2 separate regions of the Pan troglodytes genome follow, and region 1 is linked to region 2. The links are chromatin contacts, called in public Hi-C maps. All regions are on one chromosome and are shown on one strand. The core of a region is the stretch at or near the end of the contact, and the rest is flanking DNA. Distances in the headings are between cores, read along the strand shown. Region 1 holds the start of PCBD2 (pterin-4 alpha-carbinolamine dehydratase 2). Region 2 holds the start of CAMLG (calcium modulating ligand).

Region 1 (6,769 bases), core at 1,587-4,086, 160 kb after region 2:
CATTATAAACTGGTGTTTTAACTAGTATTGCAATAAGCAAATGCAAAAATATTCAATAGATGCATTATTCTTGTTTTTACTGCATGAACGTAATCCAGTATTTGAAAAGTAATCCAGTTTGAAATGTGAAGACGTGTTCCGGTAGAATAGTGAGTAGAATGACATGCTTACTATACAGAAGGCAAAAATAGGACTCTCAGATAATAGTTTAAGGAAACCCTTGATTCCTTATATATGTTTAAGAAGGTTAGTTTTCTGTTTCTTTGCAGTTTTTCTTCTAGAGTCCATAGCAGGAAAGTATGTAACCAGAATTGGTTAGTGTGACCCCCTCAAGTAGCAAGTGATGGAAAATAAGAGTCAAATACCTTGATGTTTGTGATCTCTACTTTCACTCAAAAAATTTGAAGTGTTTTAAGTTGTTTCTGGGTAAGGGAGATGTTAGGAGAAAGGAAATGCTGTAACTAAAGCTCAATTATTATCAGTTCTATGCTAACGTATACATTTTAATCATAGTTATCTAAGCAGCATGCATTAATTGAACCTTAAAATGTTCCCAGCAGGCTGGGCGCAGTGGCTCACGCCTGTAATCCCAGCACTTTGGGAGGCCAAGGCGGGAGGATCACTTGAGGTTAGGACTTTTGAGACCAGCCTGGCCAACTTGGTGAAACCCTGTCTCTACTAAAAATACAAAAAATTAGCTGGGCGTGGTGGCGGGCACCTGTAATCCCAGCTAGTTGGGAAGCTGAGGCATGAGAATCAGTTGAACCCGGGAGGCAGAGGTTGCAGTGAGCTGAGATCACGCCACTGCACTCCAGCCTGTGCAACCAGAGCGAAACTCTATCTCAAAAACAAACAAAAAGAAGTATTGAAGTGTAAAACACTGTTCTTGCCCACAAGTTGATTCTAGTGTAGTTCAAGACACATTTAGTAAAGAGACAACATGTAATTTAAACAAACTTTTTTTTTTTTTAGACAAAGTCTCACTCTGTCACTTAGGCTGGAGTGCAATGGTGCAATCTTGGCTCACTGCAACCTCTGCCTCCCGGGTTCAAGCTATTCTCCTGCCTCAGTTTCCTCAGTAGCTGGGATTACAGGCACGCACCACCATGCCCGGCTGATTTTTGTATTTTTAGTAGAGACGGGGTTTCATCATTTTGGCCAGGCTGGTCTCGAACTCCTGGCCTCAATTGATCCACCCGACTCACCCTCCCAAAGTGCTGGGATTACAGGTATGAGCCACCGCACCCGGCGAAATGGTTACATTTTGTCAAGTGGGCAAATGGGAAGAAGCCCGTGAATTTTGGGCTACTTTGAGGCAAAATGCTTTATTTTTTCTAGGTCCATATGGATGGACTGCTAACAACTGCTAAGTTGAAGTTAAATGGACTCTTGTTCTTAAAAAAATATATTTCGCCATATCCTCTGCAAAACTGCTTATTAATTTGCATAAACTTTTTTTTTTTATTTTTGAGGGGGGTGAGGGACAGGGTATTTTGCTGTCGATGGAATGCAGTGGCGTGATTTCGGCTCACTGCAGCCTCCCGGGCTCAAGCCATCCTCCCATCTCAGCCTCACGGATAGCTGGAACTACCAGCACGTGCCACCACGCGTGGCTAATTTTTGTATTTTTAATAGAGATGGGGTTTTGCCATGTTGCCCAGGCAGATCTCGAACATCTGGCCTCAAGTGATCCTCCTGCCTAGTCCTCCCAAAGTGCTGTGATTACAGGTGCGGGCCACCATGCCTGGCCTGCTTAAACTATTCAGTTAAAAACAAACGAAAAAGAGGCCGGGCGAGGTGGCTCACACCTGTAATCCCAGCACTTTAGGAGGCCGAGGCGGGCGGATCACGACGTCAGGAGATTGAGGCCATCCTGGCGAACACTGTGAAACCCCGTCTCTACTAAACATACAAAAACAAAATTAGCCGGGCGTGGTGGCGGGTGCCTGTAGTCCCAGCTACTCGGGAGACTAAGGCAGGAGAATGGCGTGAACCCGGGAGGCGGAGCTTGCAGTGAGCCGAGATCGCACCACTGCACTCCAGCCTGGGCGACAGAGCGAGACTCCGTCTCAAAAAAAAAAAAAAAAAAAAAAAGATACAAGTGAATATTCTTAATAGTATGTCAATTACATCTCAAAAAAGCCAAAAAAAAAAAAAAAAAAAAAGAAAGAATACCTCCCCAAAAATGATACAAGAAAAGATTCACCTAAATCTGTTCACAGCTGTCTGCAGAGCTCCTACTGTGTGCTGAGCCTGGGGGTAAACAGGGCACGGACACGTTTGGGAGGGGATTACAGGCCGGGTTTCCACACTTTTTGGTCCAGGCAAACCCAGACGAGCCAGCTGGCTCAAGAACTTGGCAGCTGCGCGATGACTGAACAGAGGCTGCGTTCGAACCCACGACTGCAAGACTTAGGAGCCCCCGATGGGAACTGCCGTGGTTCACTGCCCCAGCCCTGCCGCTCAACTGCCCCTCCCTGGCCTGCGACATCCTCCTGCCCGCATGGACTGCGCGCAGCGCCGCCAAGCGGGGAGCACAGCTCGGTGCTAGCGCCCGCGAAGCGGAGGAGGCCGGCGCCCGAGGCTGGGCGAAGTTCCTCCTAGCGCAGCGAGGACCGGAGGGCAAGGCCAGCGCACGCCGGGCGACCTGCGTCCCGGGCACAGACGCGACGGGCCCGCACGGGGCGGGGACCGCGCGCGGCTGCTGGGCCTACGGCTGTGGGGCGCGCAGAGTCCACCTGGCGGCCAAGGGCGCTGGCGACCGCTGAAGCTCCTGGGGGTGTTCGGGGTCCGGGCTGCGCCTGTGCCCGCGGGAAGGCTGGGCGCTGCCCACACACAGCCCCCGCTCCGGGCCAGCCCCGCAGGGAGACTACCAGGGCGGCGGTAGCTGGGCGGGGTCGGGTCGGGGGCGGCTGTGGGCGGCCGGCAGGCAGCGCGCGGGGCAGCCCTCGGCAGACGGCCAATGGCGGCGGTGCTCGGGGCGCGGGGGGCGACGTGGCGCTTGTTGGCGGCGCTGCGAGGCCAGAGGCTAGGGCTCGCGGCCATGGTGAGTGTACAGCGGCCGCGTGGGTGGGGGTCCGGGGTCGGGGGGCGGTGCGATGCCCGGCGGCGTCGGCTGAGGGACCAGCGGGACTGGGGCGAACCCGGCGTGGGCCGGGCCTTGGAGCTCGGGCGTCGGGTCACCGCGTCCTGGGACTGAGCACCTGCCCGGCGCGCCGCTCAGAGACCGGGGTGGCCGCAGCCTCCGCCACTTGCCCTTGACTTTACACTTCCGCCGAAGCCTACGAACTTGCCAACCGGAAACAAATGGGAACGAATTTTGTTCAGCAACTACAAAAGGCAGATGTGAAAAGTAGTTGCAGAGCAATTCGGTGCCCGCCGCCGCTCGCTGTGCTGAGGACGAACGGCGCTGCGGGCCCGACTCCCTATGGCGGCTCCCTGCTCGCGCTTCACTCCAAGGGGAACCCACAGAGGTTTTGGAGGAGTTATTAATAAATTGTCTTTTTTGGTGACATATTGGCTTTTCTTTCCTTTTCCAAGGGGCCGTCAGTTTTCCTGCTGTAGAAATTAATATTTTGGAGTAAATGGAAAGTTTTAACATGCAGCACCACCTAGTGGAAAAGTGGTGCGTTAAACTCACCATCTAATTTTAAGTTGCATTTTAACCGCCCATTTCAGTTTGAAATGTTTTGTTTTGTTTTGTTTTTTCGATACGGAGTCTCGCTGTATCGCCGAGCCCGGAGTGCAGTGGCGCGATCTCGGCTCACTGCAACCTCCGTCTCCTGGGTTCACGCGATTCTCCTGCCTCACCCTCCCGAGTAGCTGCGATTACAGGCGCGTGCCATTTCGCCCAGGTAATTTTTTATATTTTTAGTAGAGAGGGGTTTTCGCCATGTTGGCCAGGCTGGTCTCGAACTCCTGACCTCAGGTGATCCACCTGCCTCGGCCTCCCAAAGTGCTGGGATTACAGGCGCGAGCCACTGCGCCTGGCCTGAAATCCTTTAATAGAAGAAATTTTTTTTTTTTTTTTTTTTTTTTTTTGAGACGGAGTCTCGCGCCGTCACCCAGGCTGGAGTGCAGTGGCGCGATCTCGGCTTACTGCAAGCTCCGCCTCCTGGGTTCAAGCCGTTTTCCTGCCTCAGCCTCCCGAGTAGCTGGGACAACAGGCGCCCGTCGCCACGCCCGGCTAATTTTTTTGTATGTTTAGTAGAGGTGGGGTTTCACAGTGTTAGCCAGGATGGTCTCGATCTCCTGACCTCGTGATCCACCCTCCTCGGCCTCCCAAAGTGCTGTAATAGAAGAAATTTAAAATAGCTCGAAGACGGAGGAAGATAGGCACTCCGCCGTTTCTTGGCCACGAAGGGGAGAACACGAGTGCCTACTGTCACCTAGGCGTGTCTTCAGGCGTACTCTGCCCCAGGTGCTAGTGATCCAGTAAGATTAGGGTGTTCTGGGAAGGAATGAATCAACAGACATGATTTGAGCGCTGCCACATGCCAGGCTGAATGCTAGGTACCCTCATATTCAAGATCTGTAATCTAAGCCTTTCAAAAAATCTTGTCAGGTAGATATTATAATATCCCCACTACAGACAGAAGGATCCCGGAATTCAGAAAAGCGGAGTTTAGTATCCCACAGCTAAAAGTAACAAAGTTAGACCTTAGATCTAGTTTACTCTCTTCAAGTCCTAGCCTACCCCCCATCCCCTGAAAAAATTAAGCCCACCACCAAGGGTTCTGCTGTGAATGTGCCCTCATGGGGGCCTTTGATGTTATGTAGATGAAGTGGCTCCATTTCCCAGTTCTGGGCGTGGTTCTTGCTGCTGGGCAGGTGTCTGTTGTGGGCATAAAGTGCATACCACTGATCTTAGCGGGGATGTGGATGGTCCAGCACTCAGAAAAAACAGCTCAGAGTGTGTTCTACAGACTCCAGGTTCCTGCCTTATTACAGGCAGCATGTTTAATGGTTTTCTTTGCAGCTACTCAGTGTGGACACACATAATTCTGTTTCTTTTCCAAAATTCTCTGAGTTGACAAAATAAGTGTTTAATAAGAATTTCAGAATTCTTTCTCTTTTTTTGAGACGGAGTCTCGCTCTGTTGCCCAGACTGGAGTGCAGTGGTGCGGTCTTGGCGCACTGCAACCTTCGCCTCCTGTGTTCCAGCGATTCTCCTGCCTCAGCCTCCGGAGTAGCTGAGACTATAGGCGCGCGCCACCATGCTTGGCTAATTTTTGTATTTTTAGTAGAGACGGGTTTCACCATCTTGGCCAGGCTGGCCTCGAACTCCTGACCTTGTGATCTGCTCGCCTTGGCCTCCCAAAGTGCTGGGATTACAGGCATGAGCCACCACGCCTCGCCAAGAATTTTAGATTTCTTATGATAGATGTATGTGTAAGTTTTTCAGAACTGTCACTGAAAAACTGATGAATGAATCTCTTTTGATTTTTTTTTTTTTTTTTGAGTCGGAGTTTCACTCTGTCGCCCAGGCTGGAGTGCAGTGGCACGATCTCGGCTCACTGCAACCTCCATCATCCGGGTTCAAATGATTCTCCTTCCTCAGCCTCCTGAGTAGCAGGGACTACAGGCACCTGCCGCCACACCCGGCTAATTTTTTGTATTTTTAGTAGAGATGGGGTTTCACCATCTTGGCCAGGCTGGTCTTGAACTCCTGACCTCGTGATCCACCCACCTCTGCCTCCCAAAGTGCTGGGATTACAGGTGTGAGCCACCACGCCCAGCCTTTTTTTTTTTTTTTTTTTTAAGAGACAGGGTCTCACTCTGTTGCCCAGGCTGGAATGCAGTGGTGATCATAGTTCACTGCAGCCTCAGTCACCTGGTCTCAAGTGATCCTCCCACCTCAGCCTCCCAAGTAGCTGGGACTATGGACATGGTCCACCACACCCGGCTATTTTTTAAAATTTTTTTGTAGAGACGAGGTCTCATTGTGTTGCCCAGGCTAGTCTTCAACTCCTGGCCTAAAATGATCCTCCCACCTCAGCTTCCCAAAGTGCCAGGATTACAGATGTGAGCCACTGTGCCCAGCCCTAGTAAATGGTTTTTTTTTTTTTTTTTTTTTTTTTTTTGAGACAGAGTCTCACTCTGTTGCCCAGGCTGGATGGCTGGGATTACAGGCGTGTGCCACCATGCCCAACTAATCTAGTAAGTGGTTTTTAATAACAAGCTTTTGCATATTTTTGTTTAATTAAAAAGTATTCTCTGCTGGGCACAGTGGCTCACGCCTGTAATCCCAGCACTTTGGGAGGCTGAGGTGGGCGGATCCCTTGAAGTCAGGAGTTTGCAACTAGCCTAGCCAACATGTGAAACCCTGTCTCTACTAAAAATACAAAATGTTAGCTGGGCGTGGTGGCATGCACCTGTAATCACAGCTACTCAGGAGGCTGAGGCAAAAGAGTTGCTTGAACCTGGGAGGCAGAGGTTGCAGTGAGCTGAGATCACACCACTGCACTCCAGCCTGGGTGACAGAGCAAGACTTGGTCTCAAAAAAAAAAAAAAAAAAAAAGGTACTCTCATTCTTTCCTTTTGTTAGTTGTGGGGAAGAATAGCCGACCTAGCAAAGAAGAAAAACTAGAAAACTGATTCATTAGTATTTTTTTCTTCATCTTCATAGAAAAAGTTGTCTAAAGGTAAAATCTTTTTCCTCTCTTAATATTAGTGATAAACGATTTTAGGATTTCTGAAGTGGGAGTGAGTTGCAGCTTAATGGCAGAGAATCCAGGGAATGCAGCTTAGCCCACAGTTGCCCTTTGAT
Region 2 (5,949 bases), core at 39-2,538:
CTTCTAAGTGGTATTTCACCCACTTCCTTATTTTGAGGGTGATTGTGTGGCAGGCTTAGTTGCAGGGGGCCCACCCAGTAAGCTGCTTCAAAACCCTCCGCAGCCTCAGGTGTGAACTGGCCATGCTCCCTGTTAGCAAGGGTTGATGGATTCAATTCCTTCATTCATCTAATCATTCACTTAGTAAGTCATTACTGAATGCCAAGGCTGCATTATGACTTTCAAGGGCCCTAAGCTCTTTTGCCTTTGTGGCTCCTTCCTGCCTGAAAACATACTTAAAATTATATTTTATGACTGTATTGCTATTAATGATGACTATAATCCAGACTGGATCCATTACAATATAGCAAATATATTATTTTTTTCTGAAAAAACTTTTTTGAGATGGGGTCTCACTGTGTCACCCAGTCTGGAGTGCAGTGGCCCGATCATTGCTCACTGCAGCTTCAACCTCCCCAGGATCAGGTGATGCTCCCACCTTAGCCTCCCAAGTAGCTGGGACCACAGGCACACGCCACCAAGCCCGACTAATTTTTGTATTTTTAGTACAGTCAGGGTTTTGCCACGTTGGCCAGACTGGTCTCGAATTCCTGGCCTCAAGTAATCCACCCATCTCAGCCCTCACAAAGTGCTGGAATTACAGGCATGAGCCACCGCGCCCAGTCATTTGTTCTGATTTTATTTTATTTCTTTCTTTTATATATGTATTTTTGAGACGGAGTCTCCCTCTGTCGCCCAGGCTGGAGTGCAGTGGCATGATCTCGGCTCACTGCAATTTCTGCCTCCCAGGTTCAAGCGATTCTCCTGCCTCAGCCTCCCAAGTAGCTGGGATTACAGGTGCATGCCACCAGGTCCGGCTAATTTTTGTATTTTTAGAAGAGACGGGGTTTTGCCATATTGGCCAGGCTGGTCTCGAACTCCTGACCTCAGGTGATCCGCCTGCCTCAGCCTCCCAAAGTTAGGATTACAGACGTGAGCCACCGCTCCCGGCCTTTTTGTTTTTTTCTTTCCTTTTCCTTTTTTTTTTTTTTTTTTTTTTTTTTGAGACGGAGTCTCGTTCTGTCGCCCAGGCTGGAGCATCTTTAGCATGCGAGGTGGTCATAAATGGCAAGGAGAAAAAATAATAGCATGCGAGGTGGTCATGAACGACAAGGAGAAAAAACAAGGTGAAGGGGAATGGGGAGTGTTGGCAATTTAGATAGAATGTGCACGAAAGGTTTCAATGGGAAATTCTAATTTGAATAAAAACGCACAAAACGCGAGGAAAGCCTAGGAACACATCAGCCGTATACTTCGGCGTAGAGAAGTTAAGGATGAGGAACAGGCACCAAGAACAAATCCCAGCGTAAGGCTCCCTTTAAGCGCGGCTCCCAGGGTTACGTATTCCCATTGCCTACAGGCGAGGCCGCGGGTCTGTAAACAAGCGACTGCCGCTGCGACCTCCATTTTGCTTCCTGGCACCAAATCTAGGCTGACCTATTTACTGCCATCCCTTTCCCACTCCCGGTTTGGTTTTCTTTCTTTCTTTCTTTTTTTTTTCTCGAGACAGAGTCTCGCTCTGTAGCCCAGGCTGGAGTACAGTGGCGCGATCTCGGCTCACAGCAACCTCCGCCTCCTGGGTCCAAGAGATTCTCCTGCCTCAGCCTCCCGAGTAGCTGGGATTACAGGCGCGCGCCACCACGCCCGGCTAAGTTTTTGTATTTTTAGTAGAGACGGGTGGGGGGAGGGGGGAGGGGGTCACCATGTTGGCCAGGCTACTCTCGAAATCGTGACCTCGTGATCCGCCCGCCTCGGCCTTCCAAAGTGCTAGGATTACAGGCGTGAGCCACCACTCCCGGCCCTGGGTGCTGGTTTTCTTCACCTCCGAGTGAACAGCAGAGGGGGCTGTTGGGTGAGGGCCAGAAGAGTTGGGGAGGCACCAGAGCTTCCAGCGCTGCCCTCACTCAAGATGGCGGCCAGAGCCTCGCGCTTGGTCGCGTGGGGCGGTGCGTGAGTGCTTAGCTCACAGGCTCCGGGACCGCGCTCGGGGGCGGGTCTATAGTGGGAAGGGGACGCGCGCCCTGCGGCCCGGCCTCTAGTCATCGCCCTCGCAGCGGCGGCCAACATCACCGCCACTGCCACCCCTCCCAGACTGTGGACGGGGGGATGGAGTCGATGGCCGTCGCTACCGACGGCGGGGAGAGGCCGGGGGTCCCAGCGGGCTCAGGTCTGTCGGCTTCCCAGCGTCGGGCCGAGCTGCGTCGGAGAAAGCTGCTCATGAACTCGGAACAGCGCATCAACCGGATCATGGGCTTTCACAGGCCCGGGAGCGGCGCGGGTAAGAGCGTCGATTTCCCCTCAGTCTCCCGCCCATCACCTTGAATCTTCAGGGTCATTCTTCCCTCTCCCACCTCCACTCCTCTGACCTTTTTGACCAAGCCTTGGTCTTTGACTTCCTCTCTGTCCCGCCCCTTCGGTGATATCCCAAGTTCTCATCCCTGAACCCCAGGATGTTCCTAGTCGCTCCCCCCAATTTTCCCGGGGCCTCGCCGTGAGATTTTCCCCACCCTGCCTGCAGAGCTCTCACTCCCTCTTCCCAGTTACGTTGAACAGCCCCTTTTTTCCTTAGCCACTCCTCGCCTTTCTTGAAGGGCGCACGTTCTATCCCCCAGACTGTCGTGTCTACTGCTCCCCTTAGGAAGATGGCTTTCCTTCTTAAGATTCCAAGTGCTTTTCCTTACAGTGCCTTCTCTAGCGTCTACCTTCTTTTGCCTTTTGCTGTGTAACTCTTGTCTGCCCACATCAGCCTGTCTTTACTGAACTGCCCGCTAGTTCATCCTACGTGTATCAGGGACTCTTGTGCTCGTATCCTAGTGTTTGTGTTCAGTGCCCTCAACACTGTCACCTACGGGCCGGCTAGAAAAGGTGGGAAAAGTGAGAGTGAGCATTCTTCAGAGACCCAGCAAGTGCGAAGTGCACACCTGAGAGTTTCCTCTCCTCATCAGGGGATATTGTTGTGATTGATGTCTGGAGCTGCATTTCTAAGGAGAGCGCCTCCTTCCTCCCCCAAACACATGTCCAATGATTTTCTTTAAAAAAAATTTATTTCACGTGAGTATAATTGAGCAATTAGCGCGCCCTAGTGTTATCTAAGTTTCCAGTGTTTCCTTTAGTAATTGGCCTTTAGTCACTGGTCGCAAGCTCCTTATATCTTTGTGACTTTTGTTCTGTAAGGCTTTAGGTGTATAGCTCTGAACTTTTAGACAGTTCAAATGAGAGGTAAGAAAACCATTTCAAATTCTTCTAGAACAATAGAAGAAACATTTTTCTATCGGGCTATTTATTCTTAAAGCATTATTTATGATCTTACCTGAGGTACTTTCTATATTTTGTTCTTTTGCTTTGAAAATTTTATGTCTTTAAAGGTTGTTTTATTTTTTGAGACAGGGTCTCCCTCTGTAGGCCAGGCTGGAGTGCAGTGGCATGATCATAGCTTACTGCAGCCTCAAACTCCCGGGCTTAAGCAATCCTGCTACCTCAGCCTCCGGAGTAGCTAGGACCACAGGTGTACACCACCATGCCTGGCTAATTTAAAAAAAAATTGTGTGTGTGGAGATGGCGGGGGGGGGGGGTCTCACTATGTTTCCTAAGCTGGTCTCGAACTTCTGGGCTCAAGTGATCCACCAGCCTTGGCTTCCAAAAGTGCTGGGCTTACAGGATTACAGGTGTGAGCCATTGTGCCTGGCCTTTTTTTTAAAACGAAAACAAAAACAAAACCCCAGAGTAGTGTCTTAAAACTGCTGAAGTGCTTACTAATGGCTGCCTGACTACATAAACAGTAGCTGTGGGATATGCCACACCCTATGCTCATAGGGCACTGGATTCAGAAATCTAATTTTAAAATATAGATTTTAAAAGGCTTTACTGATTTTATATTTTTAACCAAATAAGCTAAGGCAGGCAATGCAATCATACATCTGGGATATATTATCCATAAAAAGTTGGTCTTTTCAGCTTGCTCCATCTCTGAATATCTTTCCCAGTTTGTCTACTAATCTTATCTCCTACCCACAAAGTTTGGGTTATTTCCTCTGCAGAATATTCATTTTGGGTGATATATTTTGAGGGTGTAGAGGAAGAATCCAGCTTTTTTCTTTTTTTTGTTTTGAGATGGAGTCTCGCTCTGTCGCCAGGCAGATGCAGATGGAGTGCAGTGGCGCAATCTCTGCAACCTCCGCCCCCCGGGTTTCAAGTGATTCTCCTGCCTCAGCCAGAGTAGCTGGGACTATAGGCAGCTGGGACTACAGACACACGCCACCACACCCAGCTAATTTTTGTATTTTTAGTAGAGACGGGGTTTCACCATGTTGGCTAGGATGGTCTCAATCTCTTGACCTCATGATCCGTCCGCCTCAGCCTCCCAAAGTGTTGGGATTACAGGCATGAGCCATGTTACTTGGCCGAAACCAGCTTTTCTTTAATGCAGAATCGGTATTTATTTATTTTGATTCAGAGGCTGCTGAGTTCTAGCTGCAACAGCATATTTTAAAACATAAACATGTAAGGTGTTTGCCAATATGGAATAAATACATAAGGCTTTTACATTTCTTTTCTCAGAAGAAGAAAGTCAAACAAAATCAAAGCAGCAGGACAGTGATAAACTGAACTCCCTCAGCGTTCCTTCCGTTTCAAAGCGAGTAGTGCTGGGTGATTCAGTCAGTACAGGAACAACTGACCAGCAGGGTGGTGTGGCCGAGGTAAAGGGGACCCAACTGGGAGACAAATTGGACTCGTTCATTAAACCACCTGAGTGCAGTAATGATGTCAACCTTGAGCTCCGGCAGCGGAACAGAGGGGACCTGACAGCGGACTCAGTCCAGAGGGGTTCCCGCCATGGCCTAGAGCAGTACCTTTCCAGATTCGAAGAAGCAATGAAGCTAAGGAAACAGCTGATTAGTGAAAAACCCAGTCAAGAGGATGGAAATACAACAGAAGAATTTGACTCTTTTCGAATATTTAGATTGGTGGGATGTGCACTTCTTGCTCTTGGAGTCAGAGCTTTTGTTTGCAAATACTTGGTAAGAAAAGATCTGTAAATTATTAACTAACTTAATGGAAAATGCAAAATGTTAATAATTATGAGTGCTTTTGATCCATAGAAGTCATTGCCAGTATTAATATCTACCAGATCCATGTGGCTGTTTGAAGATATATTATTAACTTTGCTATTCATCTCATAGAATGAAGTGTTCTGGTTAAATACAGAGCCTAATAATTACTGCTGGCCCTCCATATCAGTTGGTTCTGCACCCTATGTGGATTCAACCAATTGTGGATTGAAAATATTTGGATTTAGCCGGGTGTGGTGGTGCACGCCTGTAATCCCAGTTACTTGGGAGGCTGAGGCAGGAGAATCGCTTGAACCCGGGAGGCGGAGGTTGCAGTGAGCCAGGATAACGGCACTGCACTCCAGCCTGGGTGACAGAGTGAGACCCCGTCTCGAAAATATATGTATGTGTATATATTTGGGGGAAAAATAATACAACAATAACAAATAGTAAATAATACAAATAAAAACAGTATAACAACTATTTACATTGCATTAGGCATAAAAAATCTAGAAATGATTTAAAGTATATGGGAGGAAGTGAGTAGGTTATATTTACTGTGCCGTTTTACATAAGGGACTTGAGCATCTATGGATTTTGGTATCAGGAGGAACCTGGTACCAGTCCTCTGCTGATACTGAGGGATGACTGTACTAAAACCCATTTTTCATTCTATGGACCTTTCTCATTGTTTTGCATATATTAATTCATCTAATCCTTATTCTTATGAGCTTGGTATTATGTGAATCCATTGGGAAATGAAGACTCAGAGAGGTTAAATCATTTGCCCAAGGTCACACAGCTACTAAGCGGTGCTGGGATTAAACCCTGGCAGTTTCAGTCCTTAACCAAAGGGTTAAGT

Evidence for each region. A called contact is a pair of places that touch in the nucleus more often than the background predicts.
Region 1: a contact with region 2 is called in a Hi-C map of stem cell-derived neural progenitor cells, with 5 times the contacts expected there. The contact joins the promoter of PCBD2 here to the promoter of CAMLG in region 2. A contact is called at or near these places in 1 of 7 Hi-C or Micro-C datasets (stem cell-derived neural progenitor cells) and 1 of 1 datasets of contacts at active chromatin or transcription factors (stem cell-derived excitatory neurons).

The regions. Positions count from the first base shown.
Region 1 is chr4:132,649,011-132,655,779 of NHGRI_mPanTro3-v2.0_pri, forward strand. It overlaps PCBD2 (pterin-4 alpha-carbinolamine dehydratase 2), which reads left to right and starts at 2,837. Exons shown (of 4, transcript XM_001168076.7): 1 at 2,837-3,046. The coding sequence starts at 2,963. TXNDC15 (thioredoxin domain containing 15) reads left to right here. Exons shown (of 5, transcript XM_001168003.6): 5 at 1-370.
Region 2 is chr4:132,485,901-132,491,849 of NHGRI_mPanTro3-v2.0_pri, forward strand. CAMLG (calcium modulating ligand) reads left to right here and starts at 1,289. Exons shown (of 4, transcript XM_518170.8): 1 at 1,289-2,317; 2 at 4,597-5,057. The coding sequence starts at 2,146.